Regions from separate parts of the Rattus norvegicus genome. Here region 2 is linked to region 1. The links are chromatin contacts, called in public Hi-C maps. All regions are on one chromosome and are shown on one strand. Each heading gives the region's core, a stretch centred on a gene start, on an enhancer-like site or on the middle of the called end of the contact. The rest is flanking DNA. Distances are from core to core; before and after follow the strand shown.

What was found. A called contact is a pair of places that touch in the nucleus more often than the background predicts.
Region 2: a Hi-C map of psoas muscle shows a contact between it and region 1, with 2.0 times the contacts expected there. The contact joins two enhancer-like sites. A contact is called at or near these places in 2 of 12 Hi-C or Micro-C datasets (liver and psoas muscle).

What each region holds. Positions count from the first base shown.
Region 1 is chr20:33,240,177-33,245,099 of GRCr8, forward strand. It overlaps a transcript of Cep85l not described here. Among named protein-coding and RNA genes, the nearest start is that of Cep85l, 20 kb to the left of the region's middle. Within about 2 kb of position 2,490, at least 12 of the 93 cell types and tissues checked have an H3K27ac peak or open chromatin away from gene starts, as enhancers often do.
Region 2 is chr20:33,304,634-33,309,556 of GRCr8, forward strand. No RefSeq gene overlaps it. Among named protein-coding and RNA genes, the nearest start is that of Cep85l, 84 kb to the left of the region's middle. Within about 2 kb of position 2,223, at least 2 of the 93 cell types and tissues checked have an H3K27ac peak or open chromatin away from gene starts, as enhancers often do.

The DNA of each region.
Region 1 (4,923 bases), core at 1,240-3,739:
AAGCCCCTCTATCAGGTTAGTAGCCTGCAGAACTTCTATCCTGGAAACCCTTTTAACCGTATCGACTTCGTCTAAACTGATGTGTGCCCACCCCCATCCTTTTCTTTTAGATGTTGACTAACCCCATACCTGAACCCCTGAGCATGTTTCCTGGACACTGGGCTTTCTCGATTATTCCCTGAAGTTCTACCCACCAGTCTCCTTTCACCACATAGCTAACCGCCATTGCAGAACCTGCCTGCTCTCTGTGTTTCTCTTTTTTTACCATTTCCTCCTCCCAGCAGATGCCAAAAACTTACACCCTACCCGCCTTGTCTCTCAAACACTAGTAAAATTGTCCCTCAGCATTCCGCCCTGTGTCTTTTTTTTAAATTATTTTATTGACAACAACATTAACATTATTCCCAAAAGGGGAACCCTAAGTTTTCCCAGGAACATGGGTACACGCCATCATGCCTAACTCTGGCCCCATCCTTTGAAGAAACTATTAGGAGCATGAAGAGTTGAGTCACCATTGTTTGATGGCATGATTCATTGACAATATTCAGCCTGCTATAACTGTTTTCCATTCAGAATTCTGACCTCAGTTTGACTTTCTAAGTGGGCATTGCCTTCAGGGGAAGGTATTTCAGCAGGAATATTCTCCACTGAGAATTAATACATGGACATCATTTTGTGAAGAGCTGAGTCTTTATAATGATCAGAACCCATGGCTTGTAAGCAACCCTATGACATTACTTGTGCCCCCACTCAACATTTTTGTTGCTGCTGAGTTATATTTATTTTACTTCATTTTTTTTTTTTGCAGTGAACACCTTTAGCTGCATATGGAAACTGTGCCTTACTTCATTTCTATAGTCCACTTCTGCCATCATTTAAGAAAAAAAAAATCCGGAAGCCAACTACAAAACCACAACCCCCTTTGCAACTTTGTTTCTCTGTTGACCAAGACCTGAGGTCCAGAGAGCTGCTGGTTCAGACAAATGGCATGAGGAGCTAAGTCTTACCTCTCTAATCCTGCCAGAAGCCACTGTGCGTCGGGGGAGACATGATAGTCAACTGGAAATGGGAAGACACTGTGAAACCAATAGCTGATCAATATCACTTAATACCATGTATTAAATGCTGCCCTTTCTAATTTGACCCTCAAAATAAATGGCTGAATAAGTCTGGATAAGTATTCTACCAGCCCCAGCTTATGTAATTTTTCCAGAAGGCAAAATATTTCCAATAATACTGAGTTCCTCAAGGAATTATATTGGTAGATAAGAAATGAATAAGTACGGGCTGGAGAGATGGCTCTGGGGTTAAGAGCACTGACTGCCCTTCCAGAGGTCCTGAGTTCAATTCCCAGCAACCACATGGTGGCTCACAACCATCTGTAATGGGATCCAGTGCCCTCTTCTGGTGTGTCTGAAGACAACTAAAGTGTACTCATATGCACAAATAAATAAATCATAAAAAAGAAATAAATAAGTAAATAACCTTCTAATCTCCCCTTTAAGAAGCTGGGCACTGTTGATCATCTCATCTGAGCCACCTAGGGAGAAATTCATAATGCCTGTCAGGAGAGGAGAATAGCATGCCCCTAAATAGAACAGCTCCTCAACTGGATAGGGATAAAAGACAATTTAGATGCCAACCTGTAGGCCTGGGACCTCGAAGGAGCTTTAACACTATTATAAGGGGACCCAGAGTACCCTCAAACCCACTTACCTGTACCCTGCATATGGTGGCTTGCACCCATATGTATATCCAGTCTTAAAATGAGTGATTTGTGTGTGTGTGTGTTGTTGTTGTTGTTATTGTTGAATTCAGTCTGCCTTTATAAACATTGCTGAATCATGAGGCTGTGTTTTAACATATGTATTTCCTCAGTAACCTCTTACCACAAGTACTATTATGTAGAGATCAGTGAATTTTTGTTGTTAAGAACTAGATCACAATTAGAAACTTGGGGACCATCTGTTTGAGGCTAAAATAAAAAAGAACACAGTAATATGAGGGTAGGAAATAATTATTTTAACACATATTTTGCATCAGTTGCTGTTTTTCTAGTTTAACGTTGTATAGCTAATCAATGCCTTTTGTTTTGCGTGTCGGATGGCCACTAATTATCTGGCTTATTATGTGTGGTCAGATCATCGATTCCCCAGAAAAACCACCCCGTTGCTGTTGCACAGCTCGACATCCCTCCTAGATGATGTCATCCTCAGGAGTCAAGTTTCTGGCTAGGGGAGCAGATTTGCAGAAGTAAATAAACTGGAAATAAAACCATGAAACGTTAAAGAGACATGCAAATTTACACAGCACATGAGTAATAGTCTCCGCTATGAAGTGTCTCTTAAAAATATAATATCCGGTCAAACTGACCCAGGGAATTGAAACGGTAAACAGCAAAGAGAAAAGCTATCAGCAACACCATCTAGGAACGGAGGTAAAGATACCCTCCCTGTTAGCCCCAAAGGAACAGCTGTTCCCTTCTCTCAAAGCAAACCATGCACAGCACGTCTCTGCTTCCTGCGCTCCTACCAACTCAGATCTGCTTTTGAGGAGTAAGCCAGACACACAGCCGCTGGTGATTATGGGAACTTCAAAAAAACACATCAACTTCAACAGGCCCTGCTTGAGGTCTGCTTTAGATCTCTGGCAATCTTCCATTCCCAGTCCGAGTACCCAGCCCCTCCCCCAACCCCATCCTCCTACCCCACCCCCCCCTTCCCCATTCCCTACCCCCTGGCCCTTTCTCATATTAAATGCTTTGTTAGATGAAACCTGGGGACAATGGGAAGCATCTGGGAAAGAAGCCTAATGTTTCCATCTGGAAATGTTACCTATTTAAAAATAATAACCCGGAAGATGTAAGCAGATTCGTTAGAAATCCCCCTCCCCCACCTCAGCAGTCCCTATGAAAAAAGTATCTTTTGAAATCAGAATTTGAAGTCTCCTGTTGGTGAATTACCAAAGGCCTTTGTACCTGCAGCCGACCCGTGCTTTGATTTCTGGAGACAGACTGTACTCTCCACAGAAACCAAACTCCCAATCCCACGTAGAGGCTTAGAGGCAGACTATAGGGAAGAACGGCATAGTTCAATTTGGTTCAGAACAGTAGAGCTGTACACAGACTTGATCACCTCACCTCCCTGTGTCACACCAACTTCCTCATCCATAAAAGTGAAAGGATCACCCAGAGGACACAGCCAACTTCACACACATGAAATACAGCCATGGGTGTTATACCAGTGTTTCAGCAGATGAAGTAGCTGAAACATGGAATGGTGATCCGGTAAAATGGATGGAATGGTTCTTTATGACCACTGACACGGTGCTTGTCACATATTTCAGCCAGGATATCGCTAATGCTTGTATGAACCCGGGTAAGCAAAACCAACACTCTGATAACTGTAAGCTCACAGCCTAAACCCCTATGAGTGGTGCATAATGCTTTACAATGAGCGGCTATCTGCTGGTTCGTCCTGCTAACATCATATGTTTTATCCTTGTCTCACAGCACATCACACGCACATACACATGCACATATATTACACATAGTGTAGTAAACATAGTATAGTAACTATACTATTTTATATAATACATGATATATACTATATAATTGTAAATATTATATTCTATACTGTATACCATATATTATATGCTATACTATTAAATGTACTATATATTATACATACCATGCAATTATATAATACATATAATATATAACAATTATATAATTTATATATATGTTAACGCTATATTTTTTCAAGTTTACTGAATACTACTTATATATAAGTGTGTGTGTCTATGTGTGTATGTAAGAGTAATTAAAGAAAAAGAGGCCATGACATTGAGACAGAAAAGGTATGTTGGAGGAGTTAGAGGAGAAAAAGGAAAGGAAGAAATGGTATGATTATCTTTTAATTTCAAAAAATAAAACAAAATGGAAAGTTCACTTAAATCATATTGCACCAGCAGCAGCAGCCTCGTATGTCTTGTGTTTACCATGTCCCTTCATCGCGTCAAGAGGCCACCCTGAGTGACATGCTTGTCTCTTCTAGGTTTGCAAAAGCTTGTGCTCCTGTGTTCACATGAGAACACAAGGGCCTAATGGTAAATTCGTGGAATGCAGACTTGTTCCTCACTGAACCACACACAGCTGTACTAAGTAGAAGACTAGGGAAAGAGTAACAACTGTGAATACGGCCACTGGCTACTTTCCAGTTCCTCGCTCTCCCTGCTGACAAGTCAGGAATTCATCAAAGGCTTGGAGACAGATGATCTCCTCACCACCTTCATGGAGGACTTTACCGTGAGGCTTTAGTAAATGGAAGCTAGATGTGGCACAAGCAGAGGTGGTCGTTGTCTGTCTTTACTTCTTGAGGCAAGAGCTCGCTCTGCCGCCTAGGCTGTCCTGGAACTGAGAATGTAGCCCAGGCTGGCCTCTTCACAGTACAGCCATCCTTATGTCCCATCCTCTTGACTGCTGGAGGAAGAGACTTTTTTTAAAGGTGTTTTTTCATTGGTTTTGCTTTTTGCAGTCTACTGACTAGCTAGCCACTGATTTAAGGATGGGGAGAGAAAATAGAAAACTGACCAGCACCTTGAAAGAAAAATGTTTGCCGTGCTAAGCTTCTAAAATTGGCGCATGGTTGTTACTCAGTACGGTTGCAACCAAAACCTGTCTGTACAATGAACTGCCCACTCCTCCTTTTCGGTGCGTTCTATCCAACAGTGCGCATGCTGATCTCAACACTTCTCAAGGCTGTGTTGGCATCATCCGAATGTTTCAGGTTGTCTATGGAAATAAGCCAGTCAGTTGGGAGAATGCTCTCCTTTAACACGACCAGTGGGGCTGGTCACAACCGGGAACCCGTGTTTTGTTCCTACAGTTGTCTTTGAGGACAGGGTGGGGAGAGTTGAGCCAGG
Region 2 (4,923 bases), core at 973-3,472, 64 kb after region 1:
GAAGCGCAGCTCCCAGTGATGTGGTGATCAGCCCAACACATATACACGCACGGATAGGTCTATGCCCAAGTACACACTAGACGGTAACAGGAGAAGGATTTCCTATCACAGGCCTTGGGAGAGGGTTTACTGAGCAAAGTACCACTATGCAAGCATGAGGACCTGAGTTCGGATCTCCAACACCCATGTAAAGTGCCAGGCTCAGCAGTGCACTATTAGAACTCTGGCACTGGTGATGCGAGAGGGAAGAGGATGCTTGGAGCTCACTGGCCACCCAGTCTAGCTGATGAACTTCAGATTCAACGAGAGAGAGAGCCTTCTCAAAAAAAAAATAGAGGTGGGGGGTATTAATTAAGGAAGATCCTGAATGTCAATCTCTACCTCCCATAAGCATGCACACATATGTAGGCATATACAGGTTCAACTTCTCTTCAGGTCAATATTCTATTCATAAAGAAACAAGGCATAGTATCGTGCCTAGAATCTCAACACTCCGGAAGGCGAAGGGGAAGCTCCCAGGAAGGACAGGTTTGAGGTTAGTTTGACTGGCTACGTAGTGAGATCCTGTCCAAAGGAAAAAAATTAACCACAAAAATTCCAGGCTTATTCAAGGGACCAGGTCAAGACCAGCAAAATAACAAAAGAAATATTTGAACTTGCATGGAGGGAGAGGTTGTTTCCTACTCACGTGTTCTGAAGTTTCCCTGCGTAAAGATCATTTTTTGAGGTGGATACAGGCTAACAATTACGTGAACAAATACCAAGGAAGATAAAACCTAATTGAATTTGCCAATGTTTCCGTACAGTTATATAATCTGTTCCACAGATTCCTTCTAAATCACAGGAGGCACTAAGAAGCAGTGTGAATTATAATTATAGAACCTGCAATTTTACGATGATTTCTGGTTTACAAACTCAGGACATACTTCATCTGGTTCTTAGCATTGCCCAGCAGAGTAGCAGGGGGTTCCTTTTCAAATGAATAAATGCTTTCAGGGAACTTTATCACTCGGTGAAAACAAACCAGCCCCTCCCCCCAAAAAAAATCCACCAGATTTACAGTGATAAGGAATCCCTAGGTCTCAATGCATTATGCTTTATCGGTATACCAATAGTAAATGCAAGCTACTAATAATGGATTTGGTTTTAATGAATAAATGTTTAATTGTCATCTGTGAGGAGGAGACTCTTGGCTGATAGGATGTTTGCCCTGCTGGAGCTCTGGAAGTTGACCATGTTCCCAATCTGGCTTGTTTGTCTGGGTCTACCTCTAAGCTGGACCCAGATTTAATTCAAATATGGGGGTATTGTTATAAAAATACTGGCAGCAAGTTCAACAATCTGGTTCTTATTTTGGGTCTGCAGCTTAGTCTAATGAGCATAGCTTGGAATCCGATCTTTCGGTCAATCAAACAATATAATTGATCCTAAAATAGTTTAAGGCATTGTATTAGGACGATAGGGAATCCTAGAAAGGCATTTACTACCCACCGACCCACTCATATATCCAGACTTTAAAGTCATGGGTGTTGCAAATATGGGTTGCTGCTAGGAAGTTGCTCATAAGCCCGTGAGGGACAGGAACACAGACACACATTAGTAAAGACAACTTTAACATTGGTGCTCTGTGCAAAGCAGTCCTAGTTTCAGGAACAAACTCTGAGAAGAGCCCCTGAAAACTTTTAAGAGTCAATGAGGTTAGGGGATGGGGAGATAGGAGAGCGGACTTGCTTTATAAGAAGAAAGAAAAAGAAAGACAGAGCCAAGATACAAAGGCAAGCATCACTCGTGCCCTCCGTCAGCAGAACCAAGAGAGAGACCGCAAACCTGAAACCACATCTGTCATCTTCACACCATCCACTACAAACTCTCAAGTGAGCACTGCTGTGACGGGAGAGGTTGGCAAGGCTGTTGGACCAGCAGCAGAGGCCACTGCCGTGACGTAGGCTGAGTAGACCACGCACTTGAGCCTGAAGCCTCTTTATGAGGAAAGAAAGGAAGCGGATGTCTGGTTTCTATGTCCTCCTTAAGGAGAAGGGCCGATTCAACAGGACTGACAACCTCCAAGAACGATCGAAGGGAATACTTAGAAAAATCCCTTAGTTGGGAAGCAAGTGTTATACCGAGGTCCGGTGTGTTTACCCTCTAATCCTGCACCTGGGAGGGGTTGGGGATGTCCTGGACTTTTCTCTGTATTCTTTTCTACTTCCTGTTGGGGAAAAGCCTGACTCCTAGTGGTTGGGGTTTGGTATTTACAGACCTTTGGAATTAGCTCAGGGAACAGAACCACCGTGTGTGTGGGGGGCACACGGGTGCGAGCACTTTGCTGTTTACAGCATTCAAAATGAAACACAGAATCTGGTAGATATAACCATGGAATGCATTAGAGCAGGATTTCTCAACCTTTCTAATTCTACAACTCTTTTATACAGTTCCTCATGATGTTGTAACCTCTAACCATAAAATTATTTCATTGTTACTTCATAACTATTATTTTGCTACTGTTATGAATCTTAGTATACATATCAGATATGCAGGATTCCTAGTATGTGACCCACAAGGGAGTCCTGGCTCACGTTGAAAACTGCTGCATTAGTGCGACTCCTCTATACCGTGAAAATAGTGCAGAACAGAGCTGCCCCAGAGAGACAGTGAGCCACGTACATATTTCAAATTTTGCAATAGCTACATTTCTTGAAAGCAAGAAAAATACTAAACTAATCAAACAAACAAAAAAACAGCAAAAAAACAGAAAAATTAATTTTCTGAGGATGTTTTATGAAACACCAGAAGTCTAAATACTTTCCCTTTCAATATCTAATTTGCATATAAAAGAATTATATGATCTGTTCACAACCCCACTGCCCATTTTACCATTTGTTGTGACTGGCTCACGGCAAATCCTCAGAAATCACAGAACTAAGAGCTACCCTGAGAGGTCTGCCCTTTCTTCTTCAGGGAACTGTGGAAGGGTAGTGGCAAGGTGAGATTTGTATTCAAAAGACAAGTTTTTCCTTAATATTTAAACATTGTTTTATTATTTACTTTGAGGGGGTGGCACCTGCATGCCACAGGATGGGAGGTCTGAGGACAACTGAGGTCAGTTCTCTATTATTATCTGGTTCCCAGGGACCCAACTCAGGTCACCAGGCCTGATGGCAAGTGATAAGCACCCTTACCCACCGAGCATTCTCACAGATCCTGGATGCCTGTTCTTAAGTTTGAGGAGGAGACAAGATTGCAGGCTGGACAATGAGGCCAGAACCAACGCTAAGAAAGTACATGCAGGGGAATTCTGGTTCCCAATAGGGAGCTGCAAAGCTGACTGTGTGGGTAGAAAGATGTTAGAATCCAGTCAAAAAAAGATAGGCACCTCCTTCCATGCAATAAGGCAGCCCGAAAGCCAAGTCTCTGCCCCGGAGTGGACCTGTTAGTGAGCCTTGGAAAGAACCTTCCAGACCTACGGAGTATCTGTCCCATGCCAGGCTTTCATCCAGATGCTGTGGAAACAGCAAGGAACAAAAGAAACACCAGTGCTTGCCATGAGATGACTGATCTTCCGGGGCTACCAGGCAAAGAGGTCCAGAGAGGCAGCACTATTAGGGGGCACTGATTGCAAACAGCTTTGGTGAAAACGGGGAGCAATTCCGGCATCCAAAAGCTCGGGGGAGAGATCACAAAAGCTGAGCCAATGTGAGGTAAGGGAGGTGGAGTGGGCACAAACTATCAAAGGAGCTCTTGTGCGGTGAAGAGACGAAGCACAGACTGAGGTCCATGCTTGCTGCCCTCTGCCTCAGAGCCTCGCAAGCATTCTCGCGTGTACGAATACGCTCACCATTAGAATACTGTGGAGCCAGGTTCTGAAGCACGAAAAAGGAGCATGAGTCTGGGGGCCCAAACCGAAAGAACAGCTTGTTGCTATTCAGAAGCAACCTTTTAAAAATAAGTATTTTCTAATGATAGTTACTACAAAAATAGCATCTGAGGTCAAAACAAGCCCGAGGGTGGTCATGTATTCTCTCGGGGTATTCTGTAAGGGAATAGGAAAAGTCTTTTTTTTTTTTTCCCTTCCTCCTCCAACTCCTTTGTCCTTTCCACCTACTCCTCCCTCCATAGTATCTTAGTAGCTAAGGCAGCACCCGCAATGGCCTCTCTAGCTTTAGACGGCCGCTTACAGAGCTTTCCCCCTGGTTCGACTATATACAGGAGGCTTGGTGTGCAGAAGGTCCCAGGCAGCAGACATGTCTGAGACTCTGGGAGCAGCTAGTCCTGGGACGCCTAATGAGTAGCTGGGGGTTCGGAGAGCAGGCAGCATCCTATCAGTACTGACGGGCAGACATGTTTGTGTACGTTGCCTCCCTTTGACGCACAGGACAGTTCCTAGCCTCTAGAACAATGAGAACTACGTAAAGAAGGCTGTAGACTGATGCTCCCCTCCAGCTTCTCTGCCCATTCCCCTTCGTTTATTTCACAAATACTTTAATAAAGACAGAACTAGCCTTAAAGAATTGATTAGGGACCAATGGCCAGTCACAAAAAAAAGAGGCATTTTGGGTGGCTGGTTCATTTCCCAAGTCTCTGCACACGCCCTCTCCTGTCAGCTCACCACTTTGAGGGCAGAGAAATTGGGAAGGGTACTTCCCTTCTCGGCTTCCGTAAGACCAACACCCTGGTTCGTTCACCCACACAAGTTCAATGACACGTGCTTGTCAAGTTTTCCAGGACACATTTACGCAACTGTTTTCTTCCTGATTGTCCTCAAAACAAACCCCAGCTTCCTATGACGTCATCCTCTTTCCACATTCCAATTGTTATGGTCCAAGCTCTAAAACCCGGATAGCATAAAAGAATGTCTGGGCTGGACATGATGGCACAGGCCTGCAATCCCAGCACTCTGGAAGCAGGAGCAGACAGATCTCTGAG